2 separate regions of the Mus musculus genome follow, and region 2 is linked to region 1. A link is a contact called in public promoter capture Hi-C data. All regions are on one chromosome and are shown on one strand. The core of a region is the stretch at or near the end of the contact, and the rest is flanking DNA. Distances in the headings are between cores, read along the strand shown.

Region 1 (7,092 bases), core at 1,468-3,967:
ATGCCCTCTTCTGGAGTGTCTGAAGACAGCTACAATGTACTTACATATAATGAATAAATAAATAAATAAATCTTAAAAGAAAGAAAGAAACAAAGAAGAAAGGAAGAAAGAAAGGAAGGAAGAAGGAAAGGAAGGAAGAGAGAAAGAGAGAAAGATGTCTCAATGGTTAAGAGCACTTTCTGCTCTTCCAGAGGACCTGGGTTCAATTCCTGGCACCACTTGGTGGCTCACAGCTGCCAGTAACTCTAGTTCTGGGGTTTCTATCGCCCTCTTCTGATCTCCAAGAGCTTTGGCATGCATGTACATAGTGCACACTCATACACATGAATAAAAAAGAACTTAGAAACATATTGTTTCAGGGTCAGTGAAGTGGCTCGATGGATGAAGGTGCTTGCCTGAGTTTCATTCCCACACCCCCACAATTAAAAAAAATGTAATGTAAAATAATAGCAACAGCAGACCATTGTGTTCTTGTGGACAGCCGGAGGGCACACAAATTCCACCAGAGGCTGCTGCTTATTCCGTGGTATAAAAACACCTGCAGCGGGAAAGGGAAGCAAAAAGGCTCAGCCTTGGTGAGAGTCCTCTACTCGGCTGGAACTCAGGCTGCAGTGGTTTCTGCTGGGTGGCTGAACGAGCCCTCTTTGATGTTATTTACCCGCTGCCTGCATTTGTTCTTGTCTTTGGAAGCCTCACCCTACAGGAGATTACTCTGCCCACATCTCTCCAGTGAGAAGCCCAGCTGGCTGCCTCACCGGGGCTTTCCAGGTGATTTTTGAAGGATGACTATGAGCACCCAATCTGATGGTGATATCTGTAGGCTTGCTTGTCTTGCTTTTCCTAGGAAGCATTACTCAAGAAGACGCCCGGGACTCTCCATGGGGATTCTTCCAGCTGCCTTGATGGGGAGTCATCTATATGGTGCTTCTACTTGTTTTAAATGGCTTTTTGCCTCCAGTAGTGAGTTTCCGTAGGCTTTTGCCCCATCAGTAAATTTCCATTTCTCTGAGACATATGCCACTCCCCTCTAATGTACTGCAGATCTCTTACCTGTTACACCACAGAGAGGAGAGAGTGCTGGGGTGCCCACACTTACCTCAGCCAGGCAACAATTCAGTTATTTCCATGTCAGTGGACCAAGACATAGGCCTGCTACAGAAGAGCTACATAAGCACCATTAGATCAACAGAGAACAGGTGGCGTGGAACTCACCAGCGGGACACCTTAAAACCAAAGAAAAACACAGCCTCCTAATAGCTGGAGAGCTGCCTCTCTCAACTATTTGTATTGCCTGCCAACAAACTTCACCTTTACTTTGTGGTCACTGTTTTTCTGTCTTTTAATTCTTCAACTGATGGAGGGAAGGAACCCACCTGCTAGCCAGTGTGAGAGCTACTGTAGATTCTCCATACCATACAGAACAGATAGGACGTTCAATTTGTGCAGCATTATGTAGCTAGAAAATAATGATTTGTGCCTGCTACCTATCTGTGCCCCAATAAAAAGTTTACTTAACAAAAACTATAGCTGTTATGAAGTGTGGTAGTGTATATCCCTGGTACAAGGAATACAGATCTAGGTTCTAACCCTGCTTTACCAGTTGCTCAAGTGACTTCAGTGCTTGGCACCAGCTTCCTTCTTTGTAGAAGAGAATATAATACATACTAAGGATTTTAGCTGGGCTTGCTTAGCATATCAAAGTTCCTGAGCCATAACAACAATCAAAACTCAACAGGAGGCTGAAAAGATGGCGCACACAGTCTGTAACTCCAGTGCCACAGATTCCTATGCCCTTTTCTGGCTTCTGCATGTACTGAATCCAGGTGCACAAATTCGCACTCCGATATACACATGTACACGTAACTAAATATAAAATCCTTTCAAAACGTTTAATTATGTGTAAGTGTGTTTCTGCTAGCGGGGACGTGTGCTTGAGTGCAGGTGCCTGCAGAAACCGAAGGAGTTGCCTACAGATGCTAGTGAGCTGCCCCACCTGGGTGCTGGGAACCGAACTCGGGTCCTGTAGAAGAGCCACAAGTGTTCTTCAGCACTGGGCCATCTTGACAGCCCCTAAAAATAATGTGAAGAGGACAGAGAAGAAAAGATTCGACAGGACTCCGCAAAGATCTGCATTCGCAGCTGCCTCGGTTTCTCCAGCTTTGGTACGATCTGATTGGCTCCTCGCCGTTCTGTGACCTCTGCTTCTCTCTTCAGGTGGCGGCCAGAGAAGGTCAAGAGATTCTTCTGTGGAACTAAAGGCTTCTTTAGTGCCTCTCGTTTCTTATACTTAGTTATGTCTGCGAATTCCTTCTAACAAAGCTCTGGAGTTTTTAACAAGTTAGGACAGGACTTGATTAATCTTCATATTCTCAGTTCGGGGCTGGCTTTGTAAAGACAAGAAAGTAAAAAAGTGGATAATATTAAAATCAATCAATCAATCCTCTGGAGACTTTTCTTCAAGAGCAACTCGGCCGCGCCATCTACTGGAGAAACCTTCACAACGCGCGACGGGCCGCGAAGCAGGATGGCGCCAGAACAAGAGTTACTGCGCACGCGCAACATCCTTGCGGGTCCGCGCGCGCGCGCCTGGAGCGCAGAGCGCAGGAACCCATCTTGGGGGCGGAGCCCAGGGCTAAGAGTTTCCCGCCCTTCCTGTTATCCGGCCCGTCAGGTCAACCCGCAGCGGTACCTTAAAAACTACGTTTCCCAAGATGCTCTATGTGAAGGACTTCCGTTGGCGTCAGCGGAAGCCGTGACTGGCCGGGCTGCACTGAGGCCGGCTTGGTCACTATGGAGGAGATAGGCATTTTGGTGGAAAAGATTCAGGTGCAGTGGGGATCTGGGTTTCTTAGCGGGAGCTGGACATGAGTGGGGTGCTGAGGGGTTCTCAGGATCCCAGCTCTGGGCTGGGTGGTTTCAGAGGCCTCGGTGTCGAGCTTTGGGTGGTCCCGGGGCCTGGCGGGGTAGTCATGTTGTCAGGAGGGCGGCAAAGCTCAGAAAAGCAGAGCGGGAGGAAAGTGGCGTTGAACTTAAAGACTTTTCAGACAGAACGGTTGCGAGGCCTGGAGAGCTGTGCTTACTAGCTTTTCGGTTTGGGGTCTGGACCAGGTGGAGGATGATGTATGGGGGCCCCGTGGCCTAGGTATGTTCGTGGCCAAGGGACCAGTGGACTCACTGTGCTTGGGACGTGAACGGTGAGGCGTTAAGTATTGGTTGTGGTTTGGCTGAGTGACCTTTGGCTTTAACGTGAGTTGGGAATCTGACATGAAAGCTTTTGGGGGGGGGAGGGGAAGAACTGGGTAATGAGACTCTGAATGTGACTCTGACTTTAAAATCCATGGGACTTTTAGAACCTCTTGAGGGGACTGGGATGCTAAGGTTCGGTATGGAGCTGCTGCAAAACTTTCATGATGAGTTTTGTTTAAGGGGCCTACTATTAGCAATCTACATAGGGGACTGAGCAGCTCCTGTATCTATTGAGAGATAGTGAATGATGTCAGGTACTGGAGACATAGGTGACTTGGTGGCGAAATAGGAAGAACGCTTTCGCTGATTTCACGAGATGATTCTCTGCTTCCAACACCAAGTTGTCTTTACCGTCTACAGGATGAGATTCCAGCACTGTCCGTGTCTCGGCCGCAGACCGGCCTGTCCTTTCTGGGACCCGAACCTGAAGACCTGGAGGACCTGTACAGCCGCTACAAGGTGTGTTCAACCCTAAGCTGGCTCCTGCATACCTCCCATCCCCCATCACATACGCCCCCCCCCCCACCTCCCACTGTGGTACGGCAAGGCTGCAGCCAACCCTTTGCCCTCCCTGTGCGTGCAGAAGCTGCAGCAGGAGCTGGAGTTCCTGGAAGTGCAGGAGGAGTATATCAAGGACGAGCAGAAGAACCTGAAGAAGGAATTCCTCCACGCCCAGGAGGAGGTGAAGCGGATCCAGAGCATCCCCTTGGTCATCGGTCAGTTCTTGGAAGCTGTGGATCAGAACACAGCCATCGTGGGCTCCACCACAGGTGAGTGGTGAGGCAGGCTGGGAGCAAGGCAGGGTGATAGAATGGCCAGAGTACTGACCGATCCAGAAGTGGATACATACTTTATTTTCTGAATGTCTCTTTCTGCCTCTCAATTCACGTGTGTGCGTGTAGTTTCACCATCCAAGTGTGATGGTGTACGCCTTTAACCTCAGCACTTGAGGAGGCGGAGGGACAAGAGGATCTTTGTGTGTTTGAGGTCAGCCTGGTCTACCTAGTATGTTTCCCGGAGTACATACAGAAACCCTGTCTCCAAACAAGAAGAAATTTACCATGTGGGTTGGAGTACCTTTGATGTTTGTGGTTCTAGTCTGTTTGAGTTGAACAAACTGGTGGTCACTTCCCTCGCCTGAGTTAACGCCACAACTGCTGCTGGATATGGAGCTGCTGTCTGGAAGCATCGGTTGTGTGTAAAGACGTTTGGCTCTGTTGAGGACTCAGCATACAACAGATGCTAGTGACATAAATCCATACCCTGCTCTTACAGTAGCTGACGATTCTGGTGTCTTACCTGTCTTTTCCTGCTGCTCGACTGAGCCGTGTGTTTATAAAGGCTCTAGATAAAGTCGTGTAACCATGTGGGATTGGACAGGTGGGCTTTGAGGAAGTGAAGGGAGAGTAATATCCAAGATGAAGGCTGTGTCTTTGAAAGTGAGACTTAAGACGGTGGGGCTCCCTGAGATAGTGGTGTGATTGGAGGGGTGGATTTGGAGGCAGACAGTGGGGAGCTGAGGCTGTGGAAGATGTCTGGGTGGCCGCTGCACTCACAAGTCTTGCTGTAGAGAGTAGATTGGAGAAAGGAGATGGAGGCTGCTGACCAGGAATTTATATGGAGACTTAGGCAGGGGATAGTTCCAAATGAGGGCAGGGTTTGGTGGTGGGCTAGGTGAGAGCAGAGGGAGGTGGGGTAGAGAGAGTGAGTGACTGAGGGGGCCAGAACGAGGCTTAGTCCTCTGGCTGGCAACTCGGGGACAGCACAGTTGAGTGGAGAACACCAGGACTGTGCTGGGAACACATTGAAAGATTCCCAGGGCCATCCAGGAGACCACATGTGAGATGCACAGAGCTGGACCTCAAGAAGGAAGCAGGGCTGAAGACCAGCAGGGAAGTCATTAGGATGAGCATGGGGGCTAAGAGGGGATGACCTAGGGCCAGACGTGGGAAACGTGGAAAGTGCCAGCTGTGTGTAGAGGGAAACGGGGAAGGAGTGACGTCAAGTCTCTGGCATTTCACTTCGTCTTCCTTCCTGTCTGCTCCCAAAGGCTCTAACTATTATGTGCGCATCCTGAGTACCATCGACCGGGAGCTGCTCAAGCCCAACGCCTCGGTGGCCCTGCACAAGCACAGCAATGCCCTGGTGGACGTGCTGCCTCCCGAGGCCGACAGCAGCATCATGATGCTCACCTCAGGTGAGGGGGGCACCCGGGGCCCTGGGAGTCCCACGGGGACCCTGGGGGCTGAGCCGCAAGCCCTAGCTCCACTCTCCCACCAGACCAGAAGCCAGATGTGATGTATGCCGATATCGGAGGCATGGACATCCAGAAGCAGGAGGTGAGGGAGGCTGTGGAACTCCCGCTTACACACTTCGAGCTGTACAAGCAGGTGAGGAGGACGAGGCGGCAGGGCAGGGAGAGGTCTCTGGGCCTAGGGTTGGTGACATAATCCCTTGGCTCATCCTTTTCCCGTCTCTTTTAGATTGGCATCGATCCTCCCCGAGGTGTCCTCATGTATGGCCCTCCTGGCTGTGGAAAGACAATGTTAGCAAAGGCTGTGGCACATCACACGACAGGTGAGCCTCTCACGGCCTCCCCCATGCTCTTCCTGCCTTGTTTCCTGCTTCCTTGGGTTCCGTAAGGAATGACATAAGGGTAGTGTCTGTAAATAGAGGCTCTGGGACCATAGCCCAGGTGGCAGTCCTTTACAGGATATGCAGTCCCCGGCAGGTGATTACGCCTCACTGTGCCCTGGGTTTCTCAAAAGTGGAAACTAAGGAGCCAGGTGTGGTCTCATATACCTAGAATCCCAGTGCCCAGGAGATAGAAGTAGGTGAGTTGCTGTGAGTTCAAGGCCAGCCTGGTCTGTATGGGCAGTTCTTGGCTGGCCAATGCTAGATAGTGAGACCCTGTCTTAGGTGAAATAAAATTTAAAAAGCCCATCTGGACATTCTGGCAAATATTCTTTTTGGGGGATTCGGGGGTGGGGTTCGAGACAGGGTTTCTCTGTTTAGCTCTGGCTGTCCTGGAACTCACTCTGTAGACCAGGTTGGCCTTAAACTCAGAAATCCGCCTGCCTCTGCCTCCCAAGTGCTGGGATTAAAGGTGTGCGCCACCACTGCCCGGCTTCTGGCAAATATTCTTAATCTTAACTCAGGAGACTGTGGCATTAAGATAAACATTTAAGGTTATTCTGGGTTACCTAGTGAGACCCTTCTCCAGACAAGCAAAAACCAAGCCAATAAACAAACATCCCACCCTGATTCCATAGGATGATGACGAGTTAGAAAAGCGATGCAGTGTTTCTATGGTGGGTTCAGACTTGGTGACTATCACCTGGCTTGCTGGGCAGAAGCCACAGGGGCGAGTGGTTAGAGGTAAGGTCAGGGCGAGAGTGGTCCATAGAGAGAGTACTCTAGGGAGTCGGGGTGGACGGTGAGCAAGCATGTCCTGGCTGTGCTGTCAATCCTGCATAGACTTCTCAGGAAGGGGTTTCCAGAAGCTGGGGGTAAGGAGCTGTCAGGCACAGAGATTGGGAGTGGGAATTTAGGTCAGGAAATACACTTGTGCAGAGGCCCAGCGGCTGAGAGGAACTCATGTGCAGACTCATGGGTAGGCTGCAGATGCCGCTAGAGCAAACTCATACTTGTGGTTTTGTCCTGGTGAGTGGCTGTGCAAGCTACGTTTGGCAGCACAAAGGGATGAGTCTGGAAAGATGGTAAGGTGCCCGATTAGAAATAGACTAAAATAGTTTTAGTCTAAAAGAAACCTGAAAGCCAATCAGAAAACGTGGTTTGGGGACCCCCCCGATATTTGCCTCATGCTGTGTGCTTAGGGATGGATGA
Region 2 (7,092 bases), core at 2,115-4,614, 310 kb before region 1:
CTGTGTCCCAGCTGCAAGGCCTTACAGACACCAGGGCCACAGTGCCCCTGTCTTCCCACAAGCAGGAGGACGCTCCAGAGTGTCTGGGTCCAGAGCCCAGCCTCACAGACACACCAGCTCCCAGACTCTTATCTTCACTGGGCCAACAGAACACCACAGATGGCCCTGTTTCAGCAGCTGCCGTGCCTTTGACTGAACAAGGATGCTCTCAGGATCTGCAAGGCCTAATTACTTCCCCAGTTCAGACAACCATGGAGTTACCCAAACCAAGGGGTTTAGTCTCTCGTGTTGCCACCTCAGAGTCTTTGGACTTGACCCCACCGCATAGCCCCTCGCTCTCCACTCGCCAGCTCCTGGGCCCCAGTGCAGCTGCCCTTTCAAGGTACCTGGCAGCTTCATACATCAGCCAGAGCTTGGCTAGGCGCCAGGGACCTGGGGGAGAGGGCACGGTAGCCTCCCAGGGTCACTGGTCCTCCTCTGCCCCCACATCACGGGCACCTTCACCACCACCTCAGCCCCAGCCCCCAGCCCCTCCAGCCAGGAGGCTCAGCTATGCCACCACAGTTAGTATTCAGGTAGGAGGTGGTGGGCGGCTACGACCAGCCAAAGCTCAGGTCCGGCTAAACCACCCTGCTCTCTTGGCAGCCCCTCACCCGGGAGCCGTTGGGCCTTCCCAGGGCCCAGGAGGCTCCTGATGCCGCTCTCCGTATGTAAGCCTGGACATTAGGCTTCCTAAGCTTCAAGAACTTTCTTCACCAGGTGCCACCTATCCTTATGACATCCAGAGCCTGGACGCAGGTCCAGAAATGGCTGTAGCTTTCTAGCCCAGGAGTCTGTGTCCACAGATGGCCCTCCTGAGGTCATGGTTATTTTGTTAATTAATTTTATGAAACGCTGTGTGTTTTGCCTTTCTTGAGGTAATGGGAAATGGGCAGACACCATGAATGGGAAGGGCTGATGTGGCCCAAAATGTCAAAGCTCTTAAGAATATTTGCTGTAGCTTAGGTTGGCCATGTAGCTCAGTTGGTAGAGTGCTTGCTTAGCATGTGCAAAGTCCTAGGTTCAATTCCCAGCACTACATAAAACTGGGTGTGATAGTGCATACCTGAAATCTGTGCAGAATGAAGATTAGGTCAGATATTTGTGGCCATCCTTGGCTACATAGCAAGTTCAAAGCCAGCGTGTGTTACGGGGCCCCTAGAGCTCCCTGGGGGCCGTTAGAAACTGTCAGATCCTAGTTTGTGGTTTTGAGGCATTCAGAACTATGCTAACCTGTCCAAGAAAGCTGAACATGCATGGTGGTGCACACCTCCAGCTGCTTGGGAGGCTGAAATGAGGACCCCATGAGCCCAGGAGTTTGGGGGCAACCTAGGCTACAAAGTCAAGCACCTTCCTCCAGATAGACCTGAAATCCATGTCCCCAGTATCCATCTCTGTCCATTTCCTCTCAGGTATCTTACACATCATCAACTCCTACCCTACACTCCTGTTCATCCATCCAACTATATTCTTCATCCCACCTCTGACTCATTCCACTCTCCCATCTGAATATATCCAGTATCTACATCTGTATCTCCACCCATTATTTGCCCACACATCCTTCCATCTGTCCATCTACCCATTTCATCTACACACCTCATTACTACCACCATTTCTAATCATCAGCACCTCACACACCCACACTGCCGTCTCTCCTTGATAGGGTTCTTCCAGGTACCATAAAACCTCAGGACCTGCCGGGCGTGGTGGCGCACACCTTAATCCCAGCACTCGGCAAGCAGAGGCAGACGGATTTCTGAGTTCCAGGACAGCCAGGGCAACACAGAGAAACCCTGTCTCGAAAAACAAAACACCACCTCAGGACCTTTCCATGCTGACACCAGGGCAGATTAAGATGGGGTTGTGGGAGCTCTGTTCCTCATTTGGTTTTCCTGGGAACACCCAGGCCCCCCTTTCCCATGAATATTCTGACTATTGTGTCCAACCTCCCTACACACACCCCACATCCCTCCTCATTTGGGACCTCTGTAATTCCTCAGTATACTCTTGCCTCCCACAGAATAATTCAAGTTTGTAGTGGAGACAAAGGGTATTTTTTGTTAAATCCTACCCCCGCCCAGCAGTGCTCTGCAGGGCAGCATAATTTAAACAATTTGTTTGATGACAGAATGCCAGCTCCTTCCTTCACTGTCTATAATCCTCCCAAGAATTCTAAGGCATCCGTCCCCAGGCCAGGGTGGTATTTGGTGTGAGACATTCCTCGAAGAGCTCTGGCTTTCCTGTCTTTAGCCACTTCTCAGAATGAGCTTAGCATTCAGTAAACATATCCTGTCACTTCTCAGGGACACCTTAACCCGTGACTCACCAGGGAGTCAGTCTAATCACACACACACAAGGTCCAGTCCTGACCTACGGGGCTCAGGAATCTGATTGTTAGCCCTTGGCTAACAGCCAGAGGCTGTGCTTTAGAGCAAACGAGCTTCTGGCTTTAAGCTTGTCACTGTGAGCTCATCCTGTCCTGGCCCTCGGCATCCCTAAGAGGTTAATGAGGGTTCTACTTGGTTTTCTTTTGCATTGAGAACCAAACTGGGGCTTTTTTCTTTGGAGAGCTCGGCTATGAGCTATCTCCCCGACACAGCGAGGGTGAGGATGGCTTTTGTGTTGTTTGCAGTGTTGGGCATTGAATGTAGGACCTTGGACTTTCACCTCATCTCAACCCAGTCCTTCATTGTTGGGGAATTTGTTTGAATTGTGTATGTGTGTCTACACAAGTGACCCTGGAGTCTATAGGAAGAGTCAGATGCCCCTGGAGCTGGGCATGGTGGGTGGGTAGTTATGAGCATGGATGCTGGGACCTGAGCTTTGGTCCTCTGTAAGAGCAGTGTTAACCACTTTTAACCACAAACGTCTCTCCAGCTCCTTGTTTTGAAGCATTATAGATAAGGAAACATCCTGGGCTACAGAGCGAGATTCACTCTTAACCCAAAAAAATAGGAAGAGGAGACAGACACAAAGAAGGTGCCTTACCTAGCTATAGCTAGTCTCACTCTTAGGAAGGGGCTTAGCAGGGACAAATCCTCTCAGCCTGAGTTGCCCATCTAGTGCCAAGAGCCACCAGGGCTACAAGAGGGAACTTGTGAGTCAACCAGCCCAAGGAGCTGTCTACTTACTGAATGCCATTGTGCCCACTGGGCCTGGACTCTTGTCTGGGGGCAGCAGCTGAGTCCTGTGTTCCCCCTTACACCCTGGTGACTGGAGGCTTCCCCCAAGGTCAGAACTGAGGCTGGCCCTCCCCTCCTCTGCAGAGTTGCACATTCCCAGCCACCCCCAGCTGTAGGAAAGTTCCCAGCCTGGCCTGGGCTCCCAGCGGCGCCGGAATTCCCGGCATTCAAAGGAGGCAGGGAGGGAGAAAGGGCTGTCTGCTCCAGAGCCTGGCAAGAGGAAGAAAAGCAATTCCCCTCTCCAGATGTGTTCCAGCTGTGCCTCTAGGTTCCAGGCTAGCCTCAGCCCCGTCTCCCTTTGATGAGTTCCATTCCTTATCCCACGACAGCTCCTATCTATGCTTCAAAGCCCCAGATTACCAGGACCAGGAGGGCTTTTGCCCACCCATCAACCTGCATACAGCTGTAGTCAGGCTCAAAAAGGAGTTGGAGGACATTGGTGCCTGGAGTCCCAGCTGCTTCTGAGGCAGCAGGAGGATACCCCAGGCTAGCCTTGGCAACACAGCAAAAGCCCTTCTTAAAGAGTGACACCAGACCAGGCATAATAGCATATGCCTTTAACCCCAGCACTTTGGAGGCTGAGGTAAACAGATTTCTGTTAGAGGCCAGCCTGGTCTACAGAGGGAGTTCCAGGACAGCCAGAACACTGTAGAAAGACCCTGTCTCTAAAAAAGGCAGGTGGGGTGGGGTGGGGTGGGGTACGTACCCTTCTCCGGTTTTCATTGCCTTTAGCTGCTGCAGAGCATACTTTTGCCACTAAGTTTTCTCAGGGATACCCCCCTTCACCATCACAGGGCCACCATGTCAGGTAATACTGAGCCACGCATCTACTTGCTATTCAGCAAACCTCACTCCACTTTTCTGCCAGATGTCATTGCTATTCATGGAGCCTTTCTCACCTATGGGAATGACCTATCTGCTGGGTCCAATGTGTGGGCACACTTTTAATCCCAGTACTCTAGAGGCAAACAAATCTCTAAGAATCTGGGGCTAGCCTCGTCTACCTAAGTAGTTCTAGGTCAGCCAAGACGACATAATGACGCCCTGTCTCAACAAAAAAACTACATGTGTTTGAGCTGAGGACAGTGGCTATGTGTGGTCTTCAGCAGTGAATCTCCTAGCTGTGTGAACGACCCTCAACTGACATGCAAGCCTGGTACCCTCTAAGGCCAGTACTCACTAGTGTAGTTCACTGGCTGCAGGCCACAAAACTGCTTCTAGGCCAACTCAACTTTTTGTCAAGAAAGTGGGCTCTGGTTCCCGAGGTCCCTGGATCACATCTCAGAGGTGTATGTGAACAAGACAACCTAACAACCCATCCTGATTTGTTTTTGTTGTTGTTATTGTTTTTGTTTGTTTGTTTTGGTTTTTTTGGTCTTTTCGAGACAGTGTTTCTCTGTTTAGCCCTGGATGTCCTGGAACTCACACTGTAGACCAGGCTGGCCTCGAACTCAGAAATCTGCCTGCCTCTGCCTCCCGAGTGCTGGGATTAAAGGCGTGCACCACCACCGCCTGGCTTGTTATTGTTTTTTGTTTGTTTGTTTGGTTGGTTTGGTTTGGTTTTTGGTTTTTCGAGACAGGGTTTCTCTGTGTAGCCCTGGCTGTCCTGGAACTCACTCTGTAGACCAGGTTGGCTTTGAACTCAGAAATCCACCTGCCCCTGCCTCCCAAGTGTGTGCGCCACCATGCCTGGCCAGATCCTGATTTGTAATACCCCCAAAAAGCCCACCTGACCCTCTGGGCTGGGCCGGCTACTCTGTAGGCTTGGGTTTCTCCCATGAAGCTGAATGACCTGACCTTCGCTCCCCAAGCAGGACTGCAGAGCAGAGCCTCTTAGCACAGCTTAAAGGGCCTGGGCCCTTCCACCTGCTTTTGTGGCTCAGCACCACTTCCTGCTTCCACCCTGTGCTCTTGAGTGAGCCACTACCTGACATTCTATTTTCCTCTACAAAGAGCACATAACAGACTGGCATCCACAGAGGCTCCTAGGCACTGGCCTGCATGTTTGTCTGTATGAGGGTGTCAGATCCCCTGGAACTGAAGTTACAGTTGTAAGCTGCCATGTTGGTGCTGGGAATTAAATCAGGATTCCCTCGGAAGAGCAGCCAATGCTTTAACCCCTGAACCATCTCTCCATCCCCTGAATTATTATTTTTTTTTATTTAAAGTTTTATTTATTATATGTAAGTACACTGTAGCTGTCTTCAGACACCCCAGAAGAGGGCATCAGATCTCATTACAGATGGTTGTGAGCCACCATGTGGTTGCTGGGATTTGAACTCAGGACCTTCGGAAGAGCAGTCAGTGTTCTTAACCGCTGAACCATCTCTCCAGCCTCCCTGAATTACTTTTGAAAGTGTTTATGTCAAGCCAAATTTGAACTCACCTCCACAGCCAAGGGTGACCTTGGACTTCTGATTTTCCTACCTTCCCTTTGCAAGTGCAAAGAATACATAATGGCCAGGCAGTGTTGGTACACGCCTTTAATCCTAGGGAGACAGGCCTGGTCTTCAGATAGAGTTCAAGGATAGCCAGGGGTATACAAAGAAACCAGCATCAAAAATCAGTACCTCAGGGGCTGGAGAGATGGCTCAGCAGTTAGAGCACTGACTGCTCTTCCAGAGGACCTGAGTTCAATTCCTAGCACACACATGGTAGCTCACAGCCATCTGTAATGAGATCTGAAGCCCTCTTCTGGTGTGTCTGAAGACAGCAACGGTGTACTCACATAAATCTTTAAAAACCAAACAAGCATATGGCCCCAACAGGTGAATTGCTCACATAGGTAGAGGTGCACACTTGAGCCCATCTAAGCTAGACAGGCTCCAAGGGCTCCCTACATTGAGCACTGTCTGCCTTCAGGCTGGGCTCCACCCCCAGCACCTAAACTCAGAAGAGCATTGAGTTTGCCTGACCTACAGATAGGAGGCTCCTTAAAGTTGGTGGCCCTTCCTTATCAAATATCCATACTGCTGGCTGATGTTTTAAAACCTGCACCCACTTCCTTTGTATTGAAGACTACAGGCCTCAGAGGACTCTTGTGTTCAGCAGGGCTAGGTGTGGCACTTTACAACTCAAGTCCCAGGGTTTGGGAGGCGGAGGCATTCTTGAGCCGTGGAGTTACAGATGAGCAAAGGCTATGAAGTGTGACAGCTCAGTGAAGTGCAAAAAGGCAGGGACATCTCACCTTGCTCAAAGCCCTGGGTTTGCTCCCAGACAAAACAAGGTAGGCAGAGAACAGAATATCTGATAGTGTGCTATGATAGTTGTACATTCAGGTCCTGGCTACTGAGGTGGGGACATAGGACCGCTTGGGCCCAGCATAACATAGCCAGATTCCTCAAAACCAAAAGGGTCTCTGGTGAAAGCCTGACTGGCAAAGTGCTTGCTTTAGGAAGCATGAGGACCAGAGTTCAGTCCCAGAGTAGAGTTACGTATAATCAGGAAGGGCTCGAGGCTTGGTATCGGGTAGGACCAGGTTCAGTTCCTATCACCCACTTGCCAGCTATCAGCTGTTATGTAACTGGCTTCAGAACACATATACAAGAAACCTGTCTCAAAAATAAGAATGAATTGATGCTTGGCATGGTTGCACACTTGTAATCCTTGTGCAAATGAGGTAGAGACATGTAGACTCCTGAAGCTCACTACCTGATTTCAGTAAGAGATCTTGTTCAACCTGCCCTTTGGCCTCCCTCAAGTGTATATACACACTGTCTCAAAAATCTTGGGGCTAGTAGAGGTTTAGCTCCAAGTTAAACAAGGTGCTGGCTGCTCTCCTAGAGGACTTGGGTTCAGCATCTAAATGGTGACTCCTACCAGTCTGTAAATCCAATTCCAAGCGCGCACCACCCTCTTCTGGCCTCTGCAG

What was found. Promoter capture Hi-C pulls out the DNA fragments that hold promoters and counts their contacts.
Region 2: a promoter capture Hi-C map of the 3T3-L1 cell line shows a contact between it and region 1, with 2.7 times the contacts expected there. The contact joins the enhancer-like site here to the promoter of Psmc4 in region 1. A contact is called at or near these places in 15 of 39 promoter capture datasets (the 3T3-L1 cell line, 3T3-L1-derived adipocytes, the C10 cell line and 11 more), 2 of 484 Hi-C or Micro-C datasets (cerebellum and palatal mesenchyme), 4 of 115 datasets of contacts at active chromatin or transcription factors (acute myeloid leukemia, astrocytes, embryonic midbrain and 1 more) and 1 of 9 other capture datasets (pancreatic islet).

Annotation. Positions count from the first base shown.
Region 1 is chr7:28,045,717-28,052,808 of GRCm38.p6, reverse strand. It overlaps Psmc4 (proteasome (prosome, macropain) 26S subunit, ATPase, 4), which reads left to right and starts at 2,717. Exons shown (of 11, transcript NM_011874.2): 1 at 2,717-2,826; 2 at 3,607-3,705; 3 at 3,830-4,016; 4 at 5,297-5,443; 5 at 5,527-5,636; 6 at 5,730-5,823. The coding sequence starts at 2,791.
Region 2 is chr7:28,353,408-28,360,499 of GRCm38.p6, reverse strand. It overlaps Plekhg2 (pleckstrin homology domain containing, family G (with RhoGef domain) member 2), which reads left to right. Exons shown (of 19, transcript NM_138752.2): 19 at 1-896. The coding sequence ends at 695. Among named protein-coding and RNA genes, the nearest start is that of AF357399, 5.4 kb to the right of the region's middle. Within about 2 kb of position 3,364, at least 155 of the 459 cell types and tissues checked have an H3K27ac peak or open chromatin away from gene starts, as enhancers often do. A contact at or near this core is called in astrocytes, liver, neural stem cells and 1 more, where this site is marked.